2 separate regions of the Rattus norvegicus genome follow, and region 1 is linked to region 2. Evidence: chromatin contacts called from public Hi-C data. All regions are on one chromosome and are shown on one strand. The core of a region is the stretch at or near the end of the contact, and the rest is flanking DNA. Distances in the headings are between cores, read along the strand shown.

Region 1 (5,713 bases), core at 2,591-5,090, 49 kb after region 2:
GACTCACGAAAGGATGTGTGATGTTTAGAAAGATTGTGAATATGACCCCGCAGACAGTGGGGGACTCAAGCATTGGTTTGGTTTGCTTTGCTTCGCCTCACTAGCATTGATGACACGCGTGTATTGGTTTGCCTTGCCTTGCATTGCTGAACTCCACTTGTGGTGGCTTTGCAGAGAAAAATGCTCACCAAAGAACTTCTCGTAAGGTTCCTGTGGCTTCTTGCTGCTTCCACGTATTTGGCAAGACTTAATGGTTTCTTCTGGGTTGAACCACCCTTGCTGATTTTTGTGTGGGGAATGCCAAGTAGACTGAGCTGCAGTTGCTGGTTCGTGTTTGGAGTTTGCTAGTGGGCTGGGCTGAGAACCACACAGATTGGAATCTCCCCCAAAGAACTATTACTAAACAGATCAGCTTCCTAATAATCCTTCTTTTTCACTACCTCTGATGGGTGGTGAGCTTGAGGGGAGGTTGAACCCTTATTTAAGTTGGTTGAGAAAAATATGTTCCTGTAGATTGTCTTTTGAGCTCATGTCTTGTGTTACTGGGGCACAGCGTATGACCATCCCCCTGTGACCAGTGCTCATGCCGGCACACCATGCACTGCCTCTTCCTGGAGTCTTAATTTTGCCCTGAAGTTGCATCTGACAGTCATTAGGGTCAGAGGTGGCAGAATCTGTGTTTTGGCCAAATGCTGTGGACACACTATGGCTTTCTCAGTGTCCTGTGGGGCAGCCTAGCCAGACGCCAAGCATCTCTGTGCATTCTCCTTTGCCCAATCTAAGTACCTTCCTCTTTCTTCGAAGAGTGTCAGCGCTTGGACATGGCTAGGCCCTCGAGGCTGTGCTTACTCCTTCCAGAGTTCATTGTGGGAGCTGCTAGTTCCTAAGGAGTGTACTGGCTGGCTTTATCAACTTAACACAAACTGAAGTTATCACAGAGAAAGGAACCCCCCTTGAGAAAATACCTCCAGGAGACCCAGCTGTAAGGCATTTTCTCAATGAGTGATCAAGGGGAGGGGGCACCCAGCCCATTATGGGTGGTGCCATCCCTGGACTGGGAGGCTTGGGTTCTATAAGAAAGCAAGCTGAGCAAGTCAGGGGGAGCAATGCAGTATGTAGCATCCCTCCATGGCCTCTGCCTTAGCTCCTGCCTCCTGCCCTGTTTGAGTTCCAGTCCTGACTTCCTTTGGTGATGAACAGCCATGTGGAAGTGTAAGCTGAATAAACCCTCCCCAACCTGCTTCCTGGGCATGATGTTTTGCTCAGGAATAAAAACCATGACTAAGACAAGGAGTTTTTGTCTAAAGAGAGAAAGGAGTTCAGTCCTTTCCGGTGATGACTACCGATCTCTGGGGAATCGAGGAAGTCATTATTGAGTATTGGGGTGGAAGCTCCTGGGACTCATCGCTGTCCGGTCACACTGATGCTTATGAGATTCTGCCCCCACACTTGGAGCATACTTTGTACTCTCCAAAATTAAGCAGCCTATTCCAGCCCTAGGCACCTTTCCCCTCATTATCCTCTCCTCAGAGCCCACCCTAGCAAGTCTTTAGCCATCACACCCGCACCTCACCACCGCCACCTCCTTTAGCCGACAGCTTTTAAACAGTTTCCCAGACAAATCTGCTCTCGAGCTTGTGCAAGCTCCTCTGTGTGGTTGAGGAGTTTGACCCATCACTGTAGGTGGGGCGGTACTTAGGCCTGGACTGACTTACTCCCCTTACCCCGGATATGGATGTTCATTTGATGCTGTTTGGGAACCCGTGAGCACCCACAGGGGCATCATCTCCTTGGCCCATTTGAGTGAGGTCATCGAACAGCTTCTGGGAGCAGTGTGGGAAGGGTAGGTTATTGTGGGGGTGTCTGCCGGAAGCCTCTCTGCCTTGGTTTTGATCCCACTGTTTTGATCACACAACTACACTGAGAAGTGCAAGACTGACAAGGAAGGGTTGGGAAGAACAACAGGGATAATGGGGTTTTTTTTGGGGGGGGGTTCCGAGATGCCTGGATGAGGGAGGTGGTCAATTAGTAGCTTTGCCTGGTGCTTCCAAATCCAGAATGTGATGGGCCTAAGGACATGAACGTGGTACAGCTTCAGTGATAGCCAGGCCTCTCCTTAGTACACACTCAGACCTTTGCACAGCCAGCCTCGGGTGGGGCCCCCCCAGCACGTGCTCAGTGTGACTTAGTGCTAAGGTTCCCCTCTCCTGGGAACATGGTGGCTCTGCACAGGACAAGGGCTGCTTCATGGTGTCTCAGGTCCTAGATTAGAGCTGTGTGTTAGCCCTGGAACTGCACAGGTGTCCCCGTTCTACTTAAGGAGAACCAAGTGGCACTTTGGTTTGTGGAGCAGCTGTGTGCCGAGAAGGATTTGGGAGTCATCTACGCTAGGGGGTTTTGTTAGCGTCTTGAAGACTGTTGTCACATTAGGTTGGCTGAGGAGAACTCCCAGGTCCCTTGAGGACTAGGTTGGTGGTCCCAGTGGTCACTTAGCACCACTGTGGTGGCTCCAGACTTCTTCAGTTCCTGCTCTCGGTTTGTTTGTTTTAGGGTAAGGGTTGGACCTCCTGCTTCATTTTCCCAAGCGCTAAGGTTATAGCTTTATACCACCATGCCCAGATTCCCTTTATGCCCTCCCTGTGTGTAGTCACCTTTGACTCAGGAGGTAACACCTTGACTAACTTGTGAAAGGCAGAGAAACAGCTGGCTTGAGTCCCTTTTAGGAAGGAGACTCAAGGGTGCTCAGTATTAAGGGAAAGAGGCCAGCAGTAGGTAAGGTTCCTTCTTTCCTTGGACCGAAAGAAAGACTATGTGGAAAGTGTTACTGCATTGATTTTTGCCATTTGCCTAGTTCCATGGAGGGCAGATGAGGAGTGTGTCTCCATGTAGTCTGTAGGTGCCATGTTTCTCTGCACGTGGGCGGACATAGAACTTCCCCCATGCAGACTGGATGGTGATTGCAGCCGCTTAGCCACTCAGTGCACCCGCTGCTGAAGTGTGGTCAAAGTATGCTTGCTTTTTGCCTCCTCCCTTTGTGTGTGTGTGTGTGTGTGTGTGTGTGTGTGTGTGTGTGTGTATCCATCTGTCTGTCTGTCTGTGTGTACATGCATGCATCCATCCATGTCTTAGTCAGGGTTCTCTAGAGTAACAGAACTTATGGGTAGTCTCTATATAGTAAGAGAATTGGTTGATGACTTACGTCTGTAGTCCAACTCCCCAACAATGGTCAGCAGCAGCTGTGAATGGAAGTCCAAGGATCTAGTAGTGGCTTGGTCTCACGAGGCAGGCAGGCGGGCAAAAAAGAGAGAGACGCTTCCTTCTTCCAATGTCCTTATGTAAGTCTCCAGCAGAAGGTGTGTCCCAGATTAAAGGTGTGTCCCACCGTGCCTGGGTCTGGGACTTGTTTTGTCCCAGATGACCTTGAACTCAGAGCTCCTGGGATTCATAGCCACTTTGCCTCAAGATCTCCATAGCAAGATCCAGGTCAGAAACTTGTATCTCCCAGCCTCAAGATCAGGATCAAAGGTGAACCTTCCAATTCTGGATTATAGTTCATTCCAGATATAGTCAAGTTGACAACCAGGAATAGCCACTCCAATCTGTCTGTCTGTCTATGCACACATAGACATTTTTCCATCTTCTGACCTAAGTGGTGGTAGCATACTGAGCTGGCTAGCAGAAGAGTTTCCAAAACTGAACTCTTTAAGTCTCAAGAGTTTGCTATGCCATCTCTAATCATCAAGCCAACTAGAAAGACAGTGTCCTTTCTGTTTCTCCCCCAGCCTGCAGTGGAGTGCTGCGGTATCCTGCCCCAGACCTCTGGAGATAGCTGGAGCCTATTAGCTGTGTGACTGAAGTGCAATAAGAGTAAATATTTGTGCAAAGTCAAGCCAGCCCTGGCTGCCTGGATAGCGGTTTGTCGGCAGCTGTGAATCCTTTGAAGTCCTGAAGTCTGCTGAACTGTGCCATCCCTCTCAGCCTTTGCAGCTCCGTTGGCATATTTAAAGCTGATGACGTTGCTTTCCTGTTTTTGGAGGACTTGTCAGTGGCTATACGTTTACCCTGGCTACTGTCCAAGGAGCGGTAGGAATTCTGACCTAGCCAGGAAGTGTTAAAGGATAGGCCATCTGAAACAGTTGGGTGTCTGTTACAGTGTCACCTGTGGAAAGGCACTATTTCCATATTTTTGTATCTTGTTTGGATTGTGTAATGTCACGGGAGTCTTATCAAAGACACCTAGCAGCATCCCCAACGTACACTATAGCTCTTGGTGAGGGGAGTAACTCCGATTACATCAATATTAAAAAATAAGCTATCAAACATTCATGAGGGTTGGTGGATTTTCTTTCAAGAATGTCTTTGAAGCTGACTTAAAATTGTCATAGCTGTTATGATGGCTGCATATGTGTTTGAAGATGATAAAACACCAACCTTCAGTCTGTTTAAGTCAGACGCAGTCCTCATAACCTGTGCACAGGCTCATGGTGACCCTGGGATGAGGAAAGTTTTTCTGTTGATAAACACATATTTTTTGAGTATTTATGTGAGAATTACATATTGTGTTTCTCTCTGGAATTGATGCATGTCTGCACGTATCCTGAAACTGTAGGGACCCCTGTGACCCTGCTCCTCGACATCATTCTTGGAAATTTTAATATAGGCTATGGAGGCAGCAGCTATATTCCACCACAGTGTCTGCCTTCTGCACAGTCCTTTGCGGGTTGCTTGCCCCAGCTCACTCATCCCAGGATTTCTCTCGAATAGCTCTTGTCAACCATTAATAGTCACTAGAAGACAGCAAGCAAAGCCCCTCACCTTTTCACGGCAGCTGGAAATCACAAGTAATTAGGGCTACAAGGAGCTTTTGGGAATGTGAGCTCTGGCAGCAGTTTGATTTTGTGTCAGGTAGAAGTCTGCTCCTGTGCACTCAAAGGGAAAACATCTTTCAAAGTTTCCATTTTCACGGCCGTTCCTGTTTTATGTGGTAGACTGCAGAATAACTCCAGGCTTAGGGAATATTTGTAAGGCTGCTGAACTTGCTAAAGCTTCGCCTGACAGACTCTCACAGTCTCTTTCCTTATGTTCTCTACATTTTTCCTGTCAGTCGATGCCCACTGATACCTACCACACGTCTCCCAGACTTGAGGTGTAGCCGTGATGAAAAAGACAAGTTGTCACTCTAAAGGGATGCAGTGTCCAAATTGCTACTTCTTGTGTAGGGACTCCTTGGCCATGCAAGTTTACTCTAGGAAAGGATGAATAATGGATTGTTCTTCAGTATGATTCTTACATGCAGAAGAGAAAAAAGTTTTAAGTTCTCCTTGTGAAATTGTTATTGCTGGTGAAGGCGAAGAAGTGGTGGAATTGGTGGTGTAGCTCAGAGCAGAGAGAGAAAGTTTGCATTCATGTGGAAAGAGACCGACTTTAGTTCTACTGGCAGGAGAGAAAAGACAAAAGTTATTTAGAAAGTTTTTGGGTTTTGGGTTTTTTTGCTAAAAACAAAAGTAGATATTTTCATATTTCTAAAAAAACAAATACCCAGGGGCAGGTGGTGTGGGCCCATGACCTGAGAGGACCGAGGGGGTGGGGTGGGAACTGAAGAGGGGCCAGATCTACACCAGAGAGAGTAGTTACAAAGCCAGTGAGCAACTCTCACCTAAACAGCAAGCACGTGCTCACACGTGGAAAAAAAAAAATCACAGGACAGAAGAGT
Region 2 (5,733 bases), core at 1,899-4,398:
AGTTCGAGTTCAGGAAACTTCTAATCTCTCTGAGTTCTTTTACCCACTGGCTACCAAGGACTAATTCCCAAATTTTCCAATATGAAACACGTCGAGAGATTTTTCATAAGATGTGCATTACTGACTCATAACTTTATTCTGTGGAGAGAATGTCTGGATGTGTGTGGGACTGTTTTTGCTTCTAATTCTAGTCAGAAAAGGGATTGGATTAGGCACAGAGCCCTGTCTCTGGCCAGGAGCCAGGGAGGCTTGCTGCTGGAGTCTGTGTTTTAGGTGCTTGGGGCAGGGGTGGGGTGGGGTGGGGTGCGGTGGGGGTTGGAGTGATGGCAAAGGAATGGGCGGAGAGTTCTCTGGAACTTCCTCCTGAGCCTGGCTAACTCTAATTAAGCCATGAGTGAGAAGCCATGAGGCAAGTGAACAGAGAGGCGTTTATAGCCCGTGGAAGGAGGAAACTCACCTGGTTTCTTCCTCAAATTGTAAATTCGCTCATAAGGTTTGGGCAACTCAAAAAATGATGGAAGTCTGCTTTAATTTGCCGAAAGTCTAGTCTGTGTACGTGCATGCAGTTTCTGGGTGTCGTCTTCATCAGCATCACGCAAATGCCATTTTATCCTCACGTTTTTCTCCCAGGAATTGTTTTAGTCAGGTTCTCTAGAGGAACAGAACGGAGAGAATGACTCTGTAGTGTGTGTGTGTGTGTGTGTGTGTGTGTGTGTGTGTGTGTGTGTGTGTGTGTATGTGTATCAAGAGGGGATTTATTAGAGTGGCTTCTTGGACTGTGGTCTGGCTAGTCCAACAATGGCTGTCTCCAGACAGAAAGGCCAAGAATCTGGTATTTGTTCCACCCAGGAGGGTGAATGTCTCAGCTGGTCTTCAGGCCGTGTGAGAATCCTGAAGAAGTAGGCTCTAATGTAGGCAAAAAGAAAGCCTCTCCAGCGGGATGGATGAACTTGTCAGCTAGAGTGAGGGTAAAATGCTTCCTTCCTTTCTTGTCTTTTTAAGAGGGTTGCCAACAGAAGGTGGCTCAGAGTTGGGGTAGGTCTTCTCATCTCAAACGGTTAAATCAATTTGCAGGGTGTAACTTCCTTTAATGAGTCTTCAGTTAAGTGCAAACCTGGGGGGGGGGATTTCAACCTCACAACTCAGAGTGTGTTGGAATGCTTAGATTCCATCTTGCATTTAAGATATTTCAGATTTCCACAGCCTCACTCTTTCTTGGTTTTTATGTCTTCAGAGATGTCGGGTGACTGTAGGACTTTAAGGATTTCTCTGTAAGGATAATTTCCTGGCATAAAACTCCCGATGCTGTGTTAAACACAACACGTTATCTAGATAATTTATATCCTCAGCGAACATATGGATCTTTTTATTTCTGCTTCTGGGGGATGAGCAGGGAAAGTTCAGGAATGCAGTGGCAGCATCGATACGGAGTTAAAGGAGGCAGGCACTCCATGGCCCTTAGTGTGAGCGCTGTGCAGCGGCTGCCGTTTGCTTTCGTGGCTCATCAGTTAGGACGGGATCAGGGCAGAACAGGGTTTGCTCTGTCTCTGCAACCTGGACGTTCCCTATGTGGGAGAGCTGGCCACTAGTGAGTTCATCTTTTTATTTGGATGAAGCTTACAAATGATTCTGTATGTCAGAGTTGTGTATTTCACTGTGAGTATATATGCTGGTGTGTGTGTGTGAGTGTGTGTGTGTGTATGTGATTGTGTGTATGTGAGTGTATGTGTATGTGTGTGTATATGTGAGTGTGTGTATGTGAGTGTGTGTGAGTGTGTATGTGAGTGTGTGTATGTGAGTGTGTTTATGTGAGTATGTGTATGTGAATATGTGTATGTGAGTGTGTGAGTGTGTGTGTGTGCCTGCGTGCCTGCCTGTGTGCATCTCATGGCACACACAGAAGTTCAGAAGTTGTCATGCTTGTGTGACAACTGTCCTTATCCAGTGAATCACCTGGCCCACCTTGAAGCACTCGCTATGTAATTTGGTTGGCTGCCATCTTTGGCAGTGTTCTCTAAATGTGTAGTCCAGGCTGACCCCAAACTCATGATGATCCTCCTGCCTCCACTTCCTTCAGCAAATCCTACAGGCATGTGCTACCACAACCAGCTGGAAGTGTTTTCTAAAAGGCTATTTTATTAATTGTAAGTTCCCTTCCTCCCTCCCTCTCCCTCCCTCTCTCTGTCTCCCCTCCTCCCTTCTTCCCTCCCCCTCTCCCTGAGGATGGAGTTAGACCACGTGCCAGCCCAGGAGGAGAGGCCGAGAGCACCCCACATCTTATCCTCAAACTGAAGGATACGTGAACAGCACTGGCAGGATTTTATTCTGGCATCAGCATATAGGATTTAGAGCAGAGAGAGGTGAGGCAAGGACAGAAAGAAAAATCTTAAGGACTTCAAAGTGCTCATAAATCATCTGTTTATAAACTTGGATCATATATATATATATTTTTTCAAACGAACCCATCTGCCTATTGACTTGTGTTCAGACTTGCATCAGCTCAGTGAATGCCAGCCATTTCAAAAGTCCAAGGGAGTCGCTCTATGCCTCCGTGTGTGCCTGGTTATAAAGGAATGACCCACTGGGGTCTGGCCAGGCATGCCCTGGCCACAGAGAGGGTGTTAGAAAGGAATGACTTTCACACTGTCACACAGAACCAGGCTTCTCCTTTCCTGCCTGCTCCAGTGGCTTCTGAGGTGCCCGTAGGCGTGTGTGCCTGCGGCCCTTGTGCCAAGGAGAGTCTTTCCATGACAGATTCACCCACTACACTGCATAAAATGGTATGGGGAAGTAAGTGTGTGTGTGTGTGTGTGTGTGTGTGTGTGTGTGTGTGCGCGCATCATACATGTTCATGAGCATGGGTAGGTATGTGGATGTCTCTTGGATGTTCTCTTTCAGGTTGTCCATTTTGGTTTTCTGAGACGGGATTTCTCTGGCTTATGGAGATAACCATGTAGGCTTGGGTGGCTGCCGGCCAGCCCTAGGGATCCACCTGTCCCCATCTCCCCCATAGCAGGATGGCAAGTGGGTGCTACTATCCTTGGTCTTAAGAGTCCTGGGGAATTGAAGTTCCGCCCCCCGCTGGCCAGGCACAGCACCTTTTTGACTGAGTTGCCTCCCTGGCTCAAGTTGGCTGAATTTTTTGCGGGCCAAAGGGCAAGCATGTTAGCTGTTGGTATTCTATCTAAGCTCCACCCCCACATGTACCTAGCAGCAGCCAGGTATGCTCCGCCCCACAGTTGCCTGGCAACAGCAAGGTATGCTCCGCCCCACAGTTGCCTGGCAACAGCCGGTTGTGCCTGACACTATATAAGGGGCTGCTTGACCCCCTCTTGCTCTCTCTTGCTCTTTGCTCTCTTCTCTTCCCTGCTCTTCCCCTTTGTCCCTTCTCTCCCCTTCCCCGCCTTCCCTCCACATGCTCATGGCTGGCCTTTGTTCCTCCTCTCTTCTACTCTTCTCTCGTTAAACCTCCCCACGTGGAAACATGTTAGCTTGGTGTGTTCTGTCTGGGAAGCGAGCCGAGATTTAGACCCCCAACATTAGTGATTTTGCATCAGTTCCTTACTGGACAGGTGGAGCCATAGCTGAGGGATTTTTGCTGTCCAAACCTACTAAGTTTGTTACCGACAGAGCAGATGCTGAAAAGGGAGGTCTGCGGACAGGCAGGGAAAGAGGCCCTTGAGGCCTCTGAGACTGCGCAGTTACAGAAGCCTTGGAAGTCTGTCCTCAGGGAGGGAAATGTAAGGCCGTGATGCCAGCATAGTAAACTGTGAGATGCAAGGCTGAGTTTTCAGATATCATTGCCTCTGTTTGCTCTAATGTGGGTCAAAAAATAGCCACAGCAGAGAGCTTTAGGAAATGGCATGGCTTCTGTGGACGACCGGAACATATTTTAGGCAGAAATCGTGAGCGATCCATTGATTATCCACAGAGAACTTTAAAGCTGCAAGGACTCAAACTCATTCCTATCTTTAGAAATTGATACATAGATACCACCTTTTCCTGTTATGGGGGAGTGTGGGCTCCCCACTGACCCCTCCAAGTGTTAGCCCAAGACAGCAGAATTAGTCACATCAGCCAGTCAGGTAAATAAATGCTGTTTCAGGAGCTGTGGCGACATCGCTTGTTTGCACAGTAACTTTTGTTTCTCAGTCATGGGAAACCTGTCATCCTGTTGGCCCCAACTGTATACCTCCCTTAGTGTGTCTGGGTTGCCCTGGCAGGTAACTACTGGTTAACTAACTGGTAGCTACTGATTAACTAACTGATAACTTCTGGTTAAGCTGATAGATCTGAGGATTCCTCGGTGTCTTTAAAGACAGATTGACATTGAATATTTAAGTCTTCTCAAAAGATTTCACAGCATAAAACAGGTTCACATGGCTGAGAAGCCTAAGTCCCCCTTTGATGATCTTGGCTCAGGTTTCTGAGCAGTGACTAGAGGCCCAGAGCTATTTGAAATACTTTAGTTTTTGAAGCTTGCATCTCATAGTTGAATTGCACAGATAATCACAATACCTACCTTTCTCTCTCTCTCTCTCTCTCTCTCTCTCTCTTTCTTTCTTTCTTTCTTTCTTTCAGGTAGCCTAACCATCTATCATCTTTTTCCTGAGACTGGGTCTTACTCTCAGGCTGGACTCTTAACTCATTATTCTCCTACCTCAGCTTCCTGCATACTGCGAGGACAGGGGTGTGCTAGCCATTTCCCCCATTTTAAACTACTTTAAACTATTGGGTTCATTGAACCCTTCTTGCGCCTATGCAAATTAGGTACTGCTGCATTTCTCTGAGTGAAAACTAGGGAAATGGCCGTGAAGCGTTTCCTCTGACTGTCCTTACATTTAGCTCCTAGGCGTCCATTTTCATGCCTGAGAACCTGTGAAGCTCACAAAACAGAAATTGCCATGCCTGGCTTGGGTGTTGTCTCCTTAGTCTTGCTTTGTTCTTTGGCCCACAGCATCCAGTAGACTGCGGGATGTGTCTGCTGGTTAGGGCTAGGGTTACCGTTGCTGTGATGAGACACCATGACTAGAGCAACTTGGGGAGGAAAGGGTTTATATGGCTTAGGCTTCAGTGTCACTGAAGGAAATCAAGGACAGAAACTCAGACAGAGCAGGAACCCTCGGGCAGGAGCTGATGCAGAGGCCACAGAAGAGTGCTACTTCTCTCTACTAGCTTGCTCCCTATGGCTTGCTCAGCCAGCTTCTTTTAGAACCCAGGGTGACCCCAACTATAATAGGCTGGGCCCTCCCCCGCCAATCACTAATTAAGAAAACGTCCTACAGGTTTAGCTACAGTCTTACAGAGGCTCCTCCTCTGAGATGACTCTGGCTTGTGTCAGGTTGACACAGAACTCTCCTGACAGAGTGTGTGGGATTGCTTGTGGGAGGTAGCCCATTGACAGTGCTCCTTTCCATCTTTTGTCTTGAAATTACACATAATAAATGTGCAAATCCATGTCACGTGCCAAATATTAAGATCCTTGCTTTATGAAAACCGACCCATTTGATTAGTAAACATCTTATTGACGTTTCTGCATCTTTGAAATTTTTTTCTTTTTGGGTGTGTGCACCCTGCTTACCGAAGTGGCAATCAGGTTGTTTGAATATTTGATTGGGATCAGGGACAGGATAGGCGGTTACTTATAATTCAGTACTTTACTGAAAAGTTTAGACGAAGTCATTAGAAGACTTAGAATTCTTTTTTTCTGACAGATTTAGAAATACAGGAGCA

What was found. Hi-C and Micro-C count contacts between places; a contact is called where the count stands out from the background.
Region 1: a contact with region 2 is called in a Hi-C map of liver, with 2.8 times the contacts expected there. The contact joins two enhancer-like sites. A contact is called at or near these places in 7 of 12 Hi-C or Micro-C datasets (the Rat2 cell line, Schwann cells, kidney and 3 more).

The regions. Positions count from the first base shown.
Region 1 is chr19:72,099,646-72,105,358 of GRCr8, forward strand. All of the region lies in intron 2 of Pard3 (par-3 family cell polarity regulator), which reads left to right. Among named protein-coding and RNA genes, the nearest start is that of Pard3, 120 kb to the left of the region's middle. Within about 2 kb of position 3,841, at least 3 of the 93 cell types and tissues checked have an H3K27ac peak or open chromatin away from gene starts, as enhancers often do. A contact at or near this core is called in liver, where this site is marked.
Region 2 is chr19:72,051,338-72,057,070 of GRCr8, forward strand. All of the region lies in intron 1 of Pard3 (par-3 family cell polarity regulator), which reads left to right. Among named protein-coding and RNA genes, the nearest start is that of Pard3, 77 kb to the left of the region's middle. Within about 2 kb of position 3,149, at least 3 of the 93 cell types and tissues checked have an H3K27ac peak or open chromatin away from gene starts, as enhancers often do. A contact at or near this core is called in liver, where this site is marked.